Linked DNA regions of Rattus norvegicus: region 2 is linked to region 1. Evidence: chromatin contacts called from public Hi-C data. All regions are on one chromosome and are shown on one strand. Each heading gives the region's core, a stretch centred on a gene start, on an enhancer-like site or on the middle of the called end of the contact. The rest is flanking DNA. Distances are from core to core; before and after follow the strand shown. Region 1 holds the start of Fam133b (family with sequence similarity 133, member B). Region 2 holds the start of Cdk6 (cyclin-dependent kinase 6).

What was found. A called contact is a pair of places that touch in the nucleus more often than the background predicts.
Region 2: a contact with region 1 is called in a Hi-C map of the Rat2 cell line, with 3 times the contacts expected there. The contact joins the promoter of Cdk6 here to the promoter of Fam133b in region 1. A contact is called at or near these places in 2 of 12 Hi-C or Micro-C datasets (the Rat2 cell line and Schwann cells).

What each region holds. Positions count from the first base shown.
Region 1 is chr4:31,568,585-31,574,027 of GRCr8, reverse strand. It overlaps Fam133b (family with sequence similarity 133, member B), which reads left to right and starts at 3,248. Exons shown (of 11, transcript NM_001024799.2): 1 at 3,248-3,373. The coding sequence starts at 3,350.
Region 2 is chr4:31,778,374-31,783,816 of GRCr8, reverse strand. It overlaps Cdk6 (cyclin-dependent kinase 6), which reads left to right and starts at 2,315. Exons shown (of 7, transcript NM_001191861.2): 1 at 2,315-2,547. The coding sequence starts at 2,315.

The DNA of each region.
Region 1 (5,443 bases), core at 1,999-4,498:
TAGAAGGGAAGTGTGTTGCTTAGCAGATCACGTGTGTGGGTGGTATATAAGGCATTTCTTTAGTCTTCCCTCAGATTCACTAGGACTTCTGTTCTGGGAAGACTTGGATTGATGTAGGTTTTATGAAGACCTCTCTCACCAGCCCCAGATGTTTCTTTATTATCTCCACCGTGTCCTGGCTAGTTTTCTTGTTTATCTGTTCTCCACTGAGATAACTGCTCTAGGATTGGGTCGTTGGATGGCTAAAGATAGCCAAAGGAAACAACGAATCTTCCTGTTGAATTGTGTCAAGCAAGCTGAGGGGGGGAAAGTGAAAGCAAGGAGCTAAAGGGAAAACTCCCCATTTTCTCAGGCCTCTCTCTCCAGTTGGGCTACTGGAAATACTGACTGCTAAGTGCCCAGGGCACCATCAGTGAACCACAAAGAAAGAATAGGCTATTACTCATAGAATCTTCTTTTCTCCTCAGGCGCAAAGCGAAGGTGGTTAATCCTCAACTTAAGTTGGAAGTAAGGGATAAGGAAGAAGAAACAGAAATAAAAGTCTTGAGACCAGATCGACAGTGGACAATGAGACCGGTTCCCCAAGATCAATCAGTACTGAGTGGTACTGGAAGAACCACCATTGGTTGCATTTAATAGATTTGGGGAACTGTCTTAGGGTTTTATTGCCAAGAAGAAACACCATAACCAAGGCAACTCTTTTTTTTTTAATTTATTTTGTTTATTATATATAAGTACACTGTTGCTGTCTTCAGACACACCAGAAGAGGGCATCAGACCCCATTACAGATGGTTGTGAGCCACCATGTGGTTGCTGGGATTTGAACTCAGGACCTCTGGAAGAGCAGTGGGAGCTCTTTACCACTGAGTCATCTCTCCAGCCCCAAGGCAACTCTTATAAAGGAAAACATTTCATTGGGGTTAGCTTACAGTTTTAGATGTTCAGTCCATTATCATCATGGTGGGAAGCATGGCCGCATACAAGCAGGCGTAGTGCTGGAAGAACAACTGAAAGTTCTACATGTTGATCCACAGGCAGCAGCAGGAGAACGCCACACCCACTCTAGCAAAGCCACACCTAATAGCACCACTTTCTACAGGCCTAGGGGAGCCAATTACATCCAAACTATTACAGGAACATTTTAAGAAAGAAAGTGGAGATTGGAATATCTGTTTCAACACCAAAGTATGAGAAAGGAGGGACTCTCTCTCAGAGAGAAAAAGGTGGTTTTCTTTGCGGTACTAGATTAGATGTGGGGCCTCACACATGCTAGGTAAATGATCCATCACTGCCACTTTTATTACCTATATATGTAACTTTTATTTCCCTGAATTAAATGTCATCTCTGATGTTTACTACCTCAGTCTGATAACCTAGGTCTAGTCCTGGAAGCTTCCAGCCTCTATACAATCTAGTATAGGCCTAGAATGTTTAACAGGCTTTGAGACTTACTGCTGAAAATACTCACCCTCTCTGGTTCAGTTCAGCTGTTCTGGCTTAAATCCATCTCCAAGCTGACTGATTCCAACTGGCTTCTCTCAGTTTCTGACTGAATTGGTCTGCTTGGCCTCGAACTAACTCTGGCAATCTGTTCTAATCTTCTGGCTCCTTCTCACTCTCGTGATTCATTCCATTTTCACTTGTGTCTAGCTTGTTCTCTGTTCAACCAGTCTCTGTAAAACTCTCAGGATAAAACTGCCTCTGTCCTCTCTTTCTCTCTGCACTGCTCTCCTAAGTAGCTTCCCTTTCCTCTCTTTTCTCTTGAGAGCTGTGCATATACTATTTTGTCAGATCTTTCTCTGATTCATCACTTTGTCTGCCGCTCAATTAGACATCACTATCAAACATGGGTGCTTCCTTCTACAAACTAACTGTACCTTCATTGTTTGGGATTAAAGATGTGTACAAGGGCTAGGCCACACCACAACTAGAAACAACTGTTTTTAAATAAATAACACAATCTCAGGTTTCCCAGTATGATCACGCATCCCGAAACTCATACCAGTCTTTTTGTTCCCTTTGAATTTTACTTTACACAATGTCTAACCAAGTTGCCCAGATCAGACTTGGATTTATTTTGTTGTTCAAGATAGCCTTGAACTCATGACTTCTACCCACCAACCCTAAACCTCCCAGGTGCTATGCTATGGTCATATCCAGGAGGTCCAGGAAAAGGCTAAAGGATTTTCTTCAATATAATGAAAGTCCCATATTTCCATTTTCTAAAAATCCAAAAAGGATTCTGATCAATTTTAAATTATCTTCTTATGCTCTCGTGTTGACATGAATCTACAAGGCACTTTTTTCAACCCTGTAAATACTCAGAGTATGGTGTATTAGTGTCTAGAGTCTAGACCACTTCTGCAGTTTAGGGACAGTGCAGATAATCCCATAGCACCAAAGCAGTAAAGTCTAACCTGCGAGTTTAGAAACACACCCCTAAAAGATAGGGATAAGTTACATCTTAACTATATTTAACTTGTCCCAGACTCATTTTTTAAAAGTTTTATGACAAATTTTTTGTCAGCTTTATTTTATGTGTTTGCCTACATGTATGTGTGTGCAGTGTGTGTGCCTGGTACCCACAGAGGTCAGAAGAGGGCATTGGATACCCAGGAACTGGAGTTATGGTTACGAACTATCATGTGGTTACTTAGAACTAAACCAAAGTCCTCTGCAGGAGCAGTAAGTGTTCTTAAATAGTAATTATGTCAAGTAGATGATTTAAAAAAAATAAACCAATAACAGAAATTGCCGGGTGGTAGTGGATCTGTTTAATTCCAGGGAGGCAGAGGTAGGTGGATTTTCATGAGTTCAAGGTCATCCTGGTCTACCAAGCTAGTTCCAGGACAGCCAGGGCTACAGAGAGAAACCCAGTCTCAAAAAAAAAAAAAAAAAAAATTCACAGGTGATGAATAAATGAAGTTTAGAGCACAAATTCCTTAAGCAAGTCTCTAGGACCAGATTGTGTTGGTCTTCACTTTATTTTCAACAGTGTACCAGCGCAGGCACAGTAGGGATAGTAGTAATCTTGCTTCCCCCTAGAATGAGTATTTCAGCGCATAAGAAAGCCAAGGCCAAATGGAGTGAGCTGCCTTGGCGAGGCGGGGTACACATAGTGGGGTCACAAGAATCCTGCTGTAGCTCCTGGGAACCCGCGGGCTGTCGCTAGCGCTGGTCTGTCCTCCACACCGCCAGGGGGCGCCGTGGCGTGCGCGGTCCCCCGGATTGGCAGGGCGCCGCTCTCTGGGCGGGGCATAGAGGCGGTAAGAAGACTTGCGGCGGGCCGCTTCGGCTTCTTCTCCGGCCTGCTTTCCCTGTGGGTTCACGCGCGTTCGGCCGGCCACCATGGGGAAGCGAGACAATCGCGTGGTGAGTATTCGGTAGGGAAAACGGTGGAGTGAGGCGGGGGCCGGACGGCAGGCGAGCGAGCGGAAGCCGTCGCCCGTCGCGGCGGGGCTGGCGGCCGCGTCGCACTTGGGGCCCCGAGACCCCGCGCCGTGCGGTGCGCGTGCGCCTTGCTGGTCCTCAGCGTCGTGCTCTGCGGGCCCTGGGCCTGCCGCTCCGCCGCGGTAAGGGCTGAGAGCACGGAACCGGAGCCGGCGCCGTCTGTGCAGAGAGGCCCAGACCCAGCGCAGCCCAACCGCGGGAATGGGGGTGGGGTGCGGGAATGATGGCTTTGGGGTGCTCTAGACTCCTGTGCCCTCGGAAGTTAGTGACTTCTGAACCCAAGTTTCTACCTGTGGGAATGGGGGGACCTCCTTAGTCACAGTTTGACCACAAAGGCAACTGCCCAACTGAACGTGCGGGTACCTATAAAAATCGGCCTGGGAAATGATAGTGTTCGCCACCCCGTCTTTAAAACAACAAAAACGTCCGTTTTAGTGCCTTGTGATTCCGTCATGGAAGCTTGGTGGTCGCGAATCTTGCTTGCACTGTTCAGGAGTGTACTTTCCTCCTGGCTTCAGGACGAGACCACGCGTTAACTGGATCATAGGATAGTGTTGAAATGCTCTATGTGCTTGGGCATCCTAAGTTCGACCTAGTGCTTGGGTTCTTTTAGTGTCCTCTCAGGTAGAAATCACCTCACCAGGAATGGAGACAGTTTTGCTTTGTTGTTATTAATGATGCTGTCGTGATTTTAAAGATTATAGGATTGCTTACAGACATTATAGTTTCTTACTGAAATCCAGACTGTTTCATTTTACTGGAAAGTTTCATTTATATATTCCTCAAGTCATTTTCAAAACATAAAAATTAGTTTCGTTTACTGGAGCGTTTTGACAGCTCTGTACTGTTCTGTTGTCATCCCACAATATGTTCTGGTAGCATTTTGTTTGTACTTCAAAGATTCTAAGACTGAAAACATTTTTTCAAAAGGTGGGAGTTGTAGATGTAAGGGAGATCTGAGACATAGAGGGCAGGGCAAGGATGCTTAAACTTGACCATAACTTGTATCATTTGGTATTTGGTTCAGTACCTCATGGATCTGGATCCCTCCCCTCTCCCCAGAGTCTCACTTTAATAAGGCTTTTAACCCACACATCCTATATATCCTGGTTCCACACACACACAGCTTCTCCATTATCAACATCCTCCACTGTAGAGATACAGGTGAACTGACTATGTTTCAGGAAAACAGGATCCCATCCTGTGATACTGTGCATAGTGTGTCTTTGGACACATTAATAATGATACCACCCATTATGATGCACTGTCACCACTTTTTTTTTTTTTTTTTTTTTTTTTTTTTGGTTCTTTTTTTCGGAGCTGGGGACCGAACACTGTCACCACTTTGAAAGCTCTGTTTCAGTCTCACCTGTCCCTCAATCCACCACAATCACTGGTCTCTTTACTAGCTCCATAGTTTTTCCAGAACTAGATTTTGAGTGTCTGCCTCTGAAAATACTAGCTGTTGTTCTTCTCTAGAAATTGTCTGAGAGGCAATCCAGTTCTTTTTCTTACATTGATTATGCCCTCATGGTTTTAAAGATTGCAGGATTGGCAGTTAAAAAAATCAACCAAACCTTTAGGGGACTGGAGTAATGCTTGGAGGGTAGGAGCACAGGTTCCCTCCCTCCCTTCCTTTCTATTAATGTTTGCTTGCTTGCTTGCTTGTTTTGAGGAAGGGTCTCTGTGTTTGGTTCCAACTGACCTGGAACTTTGTAGACTAGGCTGTCCTGTGCCTGCCTCTGTCTCTGGAGTACTGGGATTAAAAACAAGAGCCACCAGACCTAGTATGTGCTGCTCTTGCAGAGGACTGAACTTGCATTCCCAGCACCCACATCAGCCCTCTGTAATCCCAGCTCTAGGAGAGCCAGTGCCCACTTCTGATATCTGTGACCATTCACATGGACACAGGGACACACAGATACAAATTAAAATCAGAAAGTCCCCTTAGATCTCATGATGAACAGTTGTTTTGGTTTTATTCATATTTAT
Region 2 (5,443 bases), core at 1,066-3,565, 210 kb before region 1:
AGTAAAACGTTCGCCCAGCCTTCCTGCTGGCGACCCCTCGGGCGCGTTATGCACGGAGGAGTGCACGGAGCCCACCGGGGTTGAAGCCCCGCAAGCATGCACTCTTGCTTCACGCCCCAAGTTTGCTTTTCTTATTTAAAGCTTTGCAGTTCAAATGCACACCCTGGGCAAGAGCAGCCCGGGGCTCGGCGGCGCACTCGTCCCCGTGCACGTGGGCGTATCTGCGCGGGCGCATCTGCGTTTGCGCACACGCGCGGGTCGCGGTCCCGCGGGCGGCCTCCCCTCGCTGCGCTGGTGGCGACCCTTGCGGCGTTTGGCAAGGCTTCGGGAGAGGCTCATGAAGGATTTCATTGAGTGCGAAGACAGAGCAGAGACAGAAAGCAGAAGGAGGCGGCTGCAGCCTTTGTAGTCGCGGAGGAATGCGGAAATGTTGAAGCACTATGTCAAACTTTTTTGAAATGGGGTCAAGTCACATTCAGCCAGCGTGGGAAAGCAACAACAACAACAAAAAAGTGGAGGAGGGGAGGGGGCTAGGCACCGCCTCTCGGGTCCGGGGGGTGCAGGCCCGCGGGGGTGGGACGGCTGCCGCCTCCCGGAACCTGGGCTGGACACCACCAGAGGGGGAGGGCGGGCGCCAAGGCCGCTGCTCCCGCTACCTGTGTGGCCCTCGACCTGGCTCGGACCCCCGGGCGAGGGCTGGGGGGTCCTTTCCACAGCTTTTTAGGAAAGCTCTCAAAGGAGCCGAGAGAGACTCTGCCTTGGCCGCGCGGTGCTACGCGGGCACCCAGGGGGGGGGGGGGGGTCGCGCCATGTGTTCTTTAATTCCAGGCAGAAGAGCGAGCGGGGGAGGAGGGGTGCGGGGCAGGTAAACGCCTGTGGACCGTTCCGGACACGCGGCTGCGGTGACCAAGGTCCAGCCCAGACTAAGGCCTCCGTGGGATGGGAAGGCTTACTGGGTCATCCCTAAACAACTGAACGGGGAAGGGGCGCCTGACTACGCGTGGGACCTGGCCTCCAGACTTTGGGGAACCGAACGACCGTCTCGGCTACCGACCTCCAGCCGTCCCGGAATATCGGGCAGAGGTTCGGTGGTCGTGACACAAGGGCAGTCTCCTCTCACACCCCGGAGACCTACGTTTACTACCCTTCACCCCCACCGTCGTAAGGGCGGTTGCTTTTGCACGGGTTGAAAACTTTAGGACCAGCCCGGTTTAGCTAGCTAAATCCCGAAGTTACTTTTTCCGTACAGGACGAGCCTTCCCCACACCCTTGGGATTAGTGTGTGTGTGGGGGGGAAGCACTTCTCCCCTTCCAGGGCCCCTCGCTCTCCCATCTCTAGTAGCCCCAGCCCTCCTCTACCAGATGGTCTGTCCTCCCAGAGTTTCCACCAGGGAGGTCCTCCGAGTCGGAGGCAGAATTTCGTCTCCCACTAAGCTTGCCATACCCCCAAAGACCATTTGTGTGAGCGAGTCCCTTTTAAATGTCTCTCGGTAGAAAAACTGAAAGTAGAAAGAAAGGAAGCAATTTCCGAGCAGATGTCTGACCACCCCTACTCGCATACTCCCAGCATCGGGTTACAGGGTCCTGGGAGCCCCAACCCGGTTCTGCTGCCCCACATGGGTGAACCCCTGGTGCATTCACGCCAGCTTCTGAACTCCCCCAGGACGCCCCGTTCCCCGCACGTCCAGGCCCCCGGAGTCAGAGAGGGCAGCTGAGAACAACGGTATAGGTATAAATATTGAGCCGTGACATTGACGCGCCCGCCGCTTCCCCTCCCCCGCGCTCCCGGCACACTCTGGGTTGCTCGGCACGCCCCCTCTCGTCCCGCTGCCTCCCGCGCGGCGCTCATCCCCGAGGGGCCGGAGCAACCTCTCCTCGCGAAGACTGCACGAGCCCTGCTGGGGAAGAAAAAGTAACTTGGTTTTTCTCGGAGAAACCCGGCCGGATTAGGCAGCTGGGGCGAATAGAGGGGAGGAGGAGGGGAGCTGGTGGAACCCGGTGAAGTCTCCCAAGCAGCCTGATCACACTTTCTCCTTGTCCTCCCGTCTCCTCCTCCTAGGTGCAGAGATTGTGGGCAGACTATGTAATCGCTGCGGAGGGGGAAGAGGAGGGATCGGCGCTCTCCTGCGGCCGCAGCGCGGCGACTCGGCTAGGCGGAGTTTCGCGGCGGCTGCGCCCGGCTTGAGCCCGCGGGCAAAGAGGTCGGTCCGTCCAGCCCGGCGGCCGCGAGTCCGACTCCGGGCGTCCCGGAGGCGTATAAGGCAACCAGTGAGCACCCGGTTCCACTGTGCCGCGCCGGCAGCCTCCAGCCAGCATGGAGAAGGACAGCCTGAGTCGCGCCGACCAGCAGTATGAGTGCGTGGCGGAGATCGGGGAAGGCGCCTACGGGAAGGTGTTCAAGGCCCGCGACCTGAAGAACGGCGGCCGCTTCGTGGCTCTGAAGCGCGTGCGAGTGCAGACCGGAGAGGAGGGCATGCCGCTCTCCACCATCCGCGAGGTGGCGGTGCTGAGGCACCTGGAGACCTTTGAGCACCCCAACGTGGTCAGGTGAGCCTAGAGCCCTGGCTATCCGGTCCGGGAAGGTGCTGGGCAAGGGGCGGCTGGTGACCCAACTAGAGTAAGAGTTGAGTTTCCCCAGATAAAACCGATGACCTTGCTGGACAGGGCAGAAAAGGAGACCTGCGGTGAATTCCCAACAGCCAAGCAATTCTGACGAGCTTTCACTCTGCTTGCCTCAAGGGATCCGGGGGCGTTGGGTGTCTTTTAGGGACAAAACCCAACAACCCCCAGAAACGCCCCTCCAGCCCTTATTTAACTTTTCCCGTTCGTGGGGGAGTTTTTGAGAGACAGAGTGAGGTAGTTATCCAGCTTGTGATAAAGGGTGGAGCATAATGTAAATAAAATTTAAGAAAATGCAGAAATGTGTAAGAATGTGTTTGCCAATCACACCCACATTGGTGGCATATATATATATATATATATATATATATATATATATATATATATATATATATATATATATAGTTGTAGAATGACTTCTGATGGTCTTAGAAGTTCAGAAGTTTCTACTCTGATGCCTAGTGTTAAACATTGTTTGAAAAATGTCTTTCGAGGCTGGGTACTAGGAACACTGAATCAGGAAGATCCAGAGTTCGAAGCCAGCCTGAGCTACAAAAGACCCTATTTGAGAAAAGAGAGGGAGGGAGGGTGGGGAGGCGGGCACTTGCTTCTCAAACCGCTACCTGATTGTCTGTATCATTTAGTATCTGTGGACTGGTATGTTCTGACTTAGACTGCCTCTCTTGGGGGTTAGATGTGAGTCTGCGCTTTAGATTTTAAGACCTGTTTCCCTGGAAAAGTTGTGCAGGTGGGTGAGGAAGCATTCTTAACCAACTCTCCTGCGATTGAAGATAATGGTGTTTTCTAGAAGATGCTGGGATTTCCCCCACTGTGCCTTTTATCCTTCTCTCTTTTTAAGCAGTTGCATTGCTGGAAGTTAAAAGGGAAAGCACAGACCTTTCCATAAATTTTCCATAAAATTAGAGTTTACCATTCGCAGCTCTTCTTTTCGTCTGGGATTCCTTACAACCAATATGTGCCTACTGTATGCCCTGGGGATGAAATTATGTAAATAAGCACAGCTAAATATTTTTGTAGAAAGTCAAACAATGTAGCATTAGTCATCCAAAAGGAGTGACCAAGACTGACCTTTGAAATACCAAGCCTTCCACAGACTCAGAGACCACAGCATCTTCTGTGGGGGGTCACTAAGGGGCTCGTAACTCCTCTACAAGGCTTGGTTTGGGGTGGTTTTTGTTTTGGTTTGGTTGGGGTTTTTTTGTTTTGTTTTTGGTAGCACCTTGTTCTCAATAGAGTCAGACTCATACGTGAACCATACTACATATGTAAGTAAAAAGACAGTGTAAATAAAGGACCCCATTGTACCTATGAGAAGGTAATGAGACGTGGGAGAATGAGTCTTCTAGAAAGTCGGGTTTTACTAAATGTGGATTACCATCTGTGCGTGCATGCGTGTGTCTGTCTATCTGTCTGTCTATGTCTTGTTGAAAAAAAAGTTCTTCAGGGAGTTCCATCCGTGATCCTGAAAGGTGCGTGTTGGCTCTGAGTCGCTACCTTACAGGATCACTGTAGCTGTTCCAAAGGATGAATTTCAGTATTAGAATTTAGTATCAGTTTCATTTATCTGTTACCTGCGGGGTGTCCAGGTAAAAGGGAATGATCACATGTGTAAATAAAGTAGCGTTCTTCCAAACAAACACCTTTGTAGAACCTGTTCGTTGAGCGAAGTTCATTGCAAGTTCCTATAGCAGAAGAGTTTTGGCAAGTTAGCCCACCCTGTTGTCCTGTTTTATCCTCTTGTGATTGGTGCCTCTGTAGACAGTTTTGGTTGACCCCGCAATGGGATTTTGACCTCTGGATTTCAGGAGCATCTGCTTGCTTATAAGCAAAAGGCAAACATACTTTTCTAAATTTATTTTACCTCTTACGACACCTGCCTACTTAGCATTGTGAGGATAAGGCAAGAATGTAGGTGAAAATAAACTTAAAGGCACCTCAGGCACTGGATATGTCAGAGATTATCAGATCCTTGGCCTAGAACAGGCCCCCAGGAGGCATTGTTATCCGACAGTTTTACAGAACAAGTCAGATTCCTATTTAGACACAGCAAGACTTTTGTATAACATTTCCTCAGGAGACACACCATGTTCATCTCAGATAGGGAGCCCACAACAGATCAGAGCACAAATACCACCCAAGCCCAGCTTGGTGAGTTTTATTGGGGTTATTTATATGAATATGGAAGAGGGGTCATGCACAGGGGCAGAAAAGCTGTATCACCGAAGCCCACCCCAGCATGGGTGACAGCTCACAAAGCTGGGGACCTGGAGTCCTCTGCACAGCCTACAGGCAGCTCAACAGGTTGGAGACTGTCCCTTCCAGGATCCTCAGTTGGTTTCAACTTCTTCCAGGCAGCTAGGCTGGTTTCTGCATTTTGCAGTTAGCTGGTCTGGTCTTTGAGTCTTTTACCCATACACGCATGCACACATGCACGCCCGCACGCAGGCAGGCAGGCAGGCAGGCAGGCACGCACGCACACACACACATTGACAAATGGAACACTCATCTCTTATTTGCTTATATAGCAAGGAGGAGCCTAGTGAACCTGGTCAGTTTCCAGACCTTCCTGAAGCTTGTTCTGAACTGTTTACCTTCCTGCTTAAGGAACTTCCTGTGGGAAGCTTGGAGGAAACTGTTACACAACACACAAGAGCTACTTGGGCACCCATACCCTGAAATTGGCTCTTTGCCATGAGATTAGTGAAATGGCCCTGTGTTTTAACTAATACCATCATCCTCACAAGCCGTCGTCTCTATCTCTTTTAGTTTTCTTCCTGGTTTTCTTCTCCACTACCTACCTCCT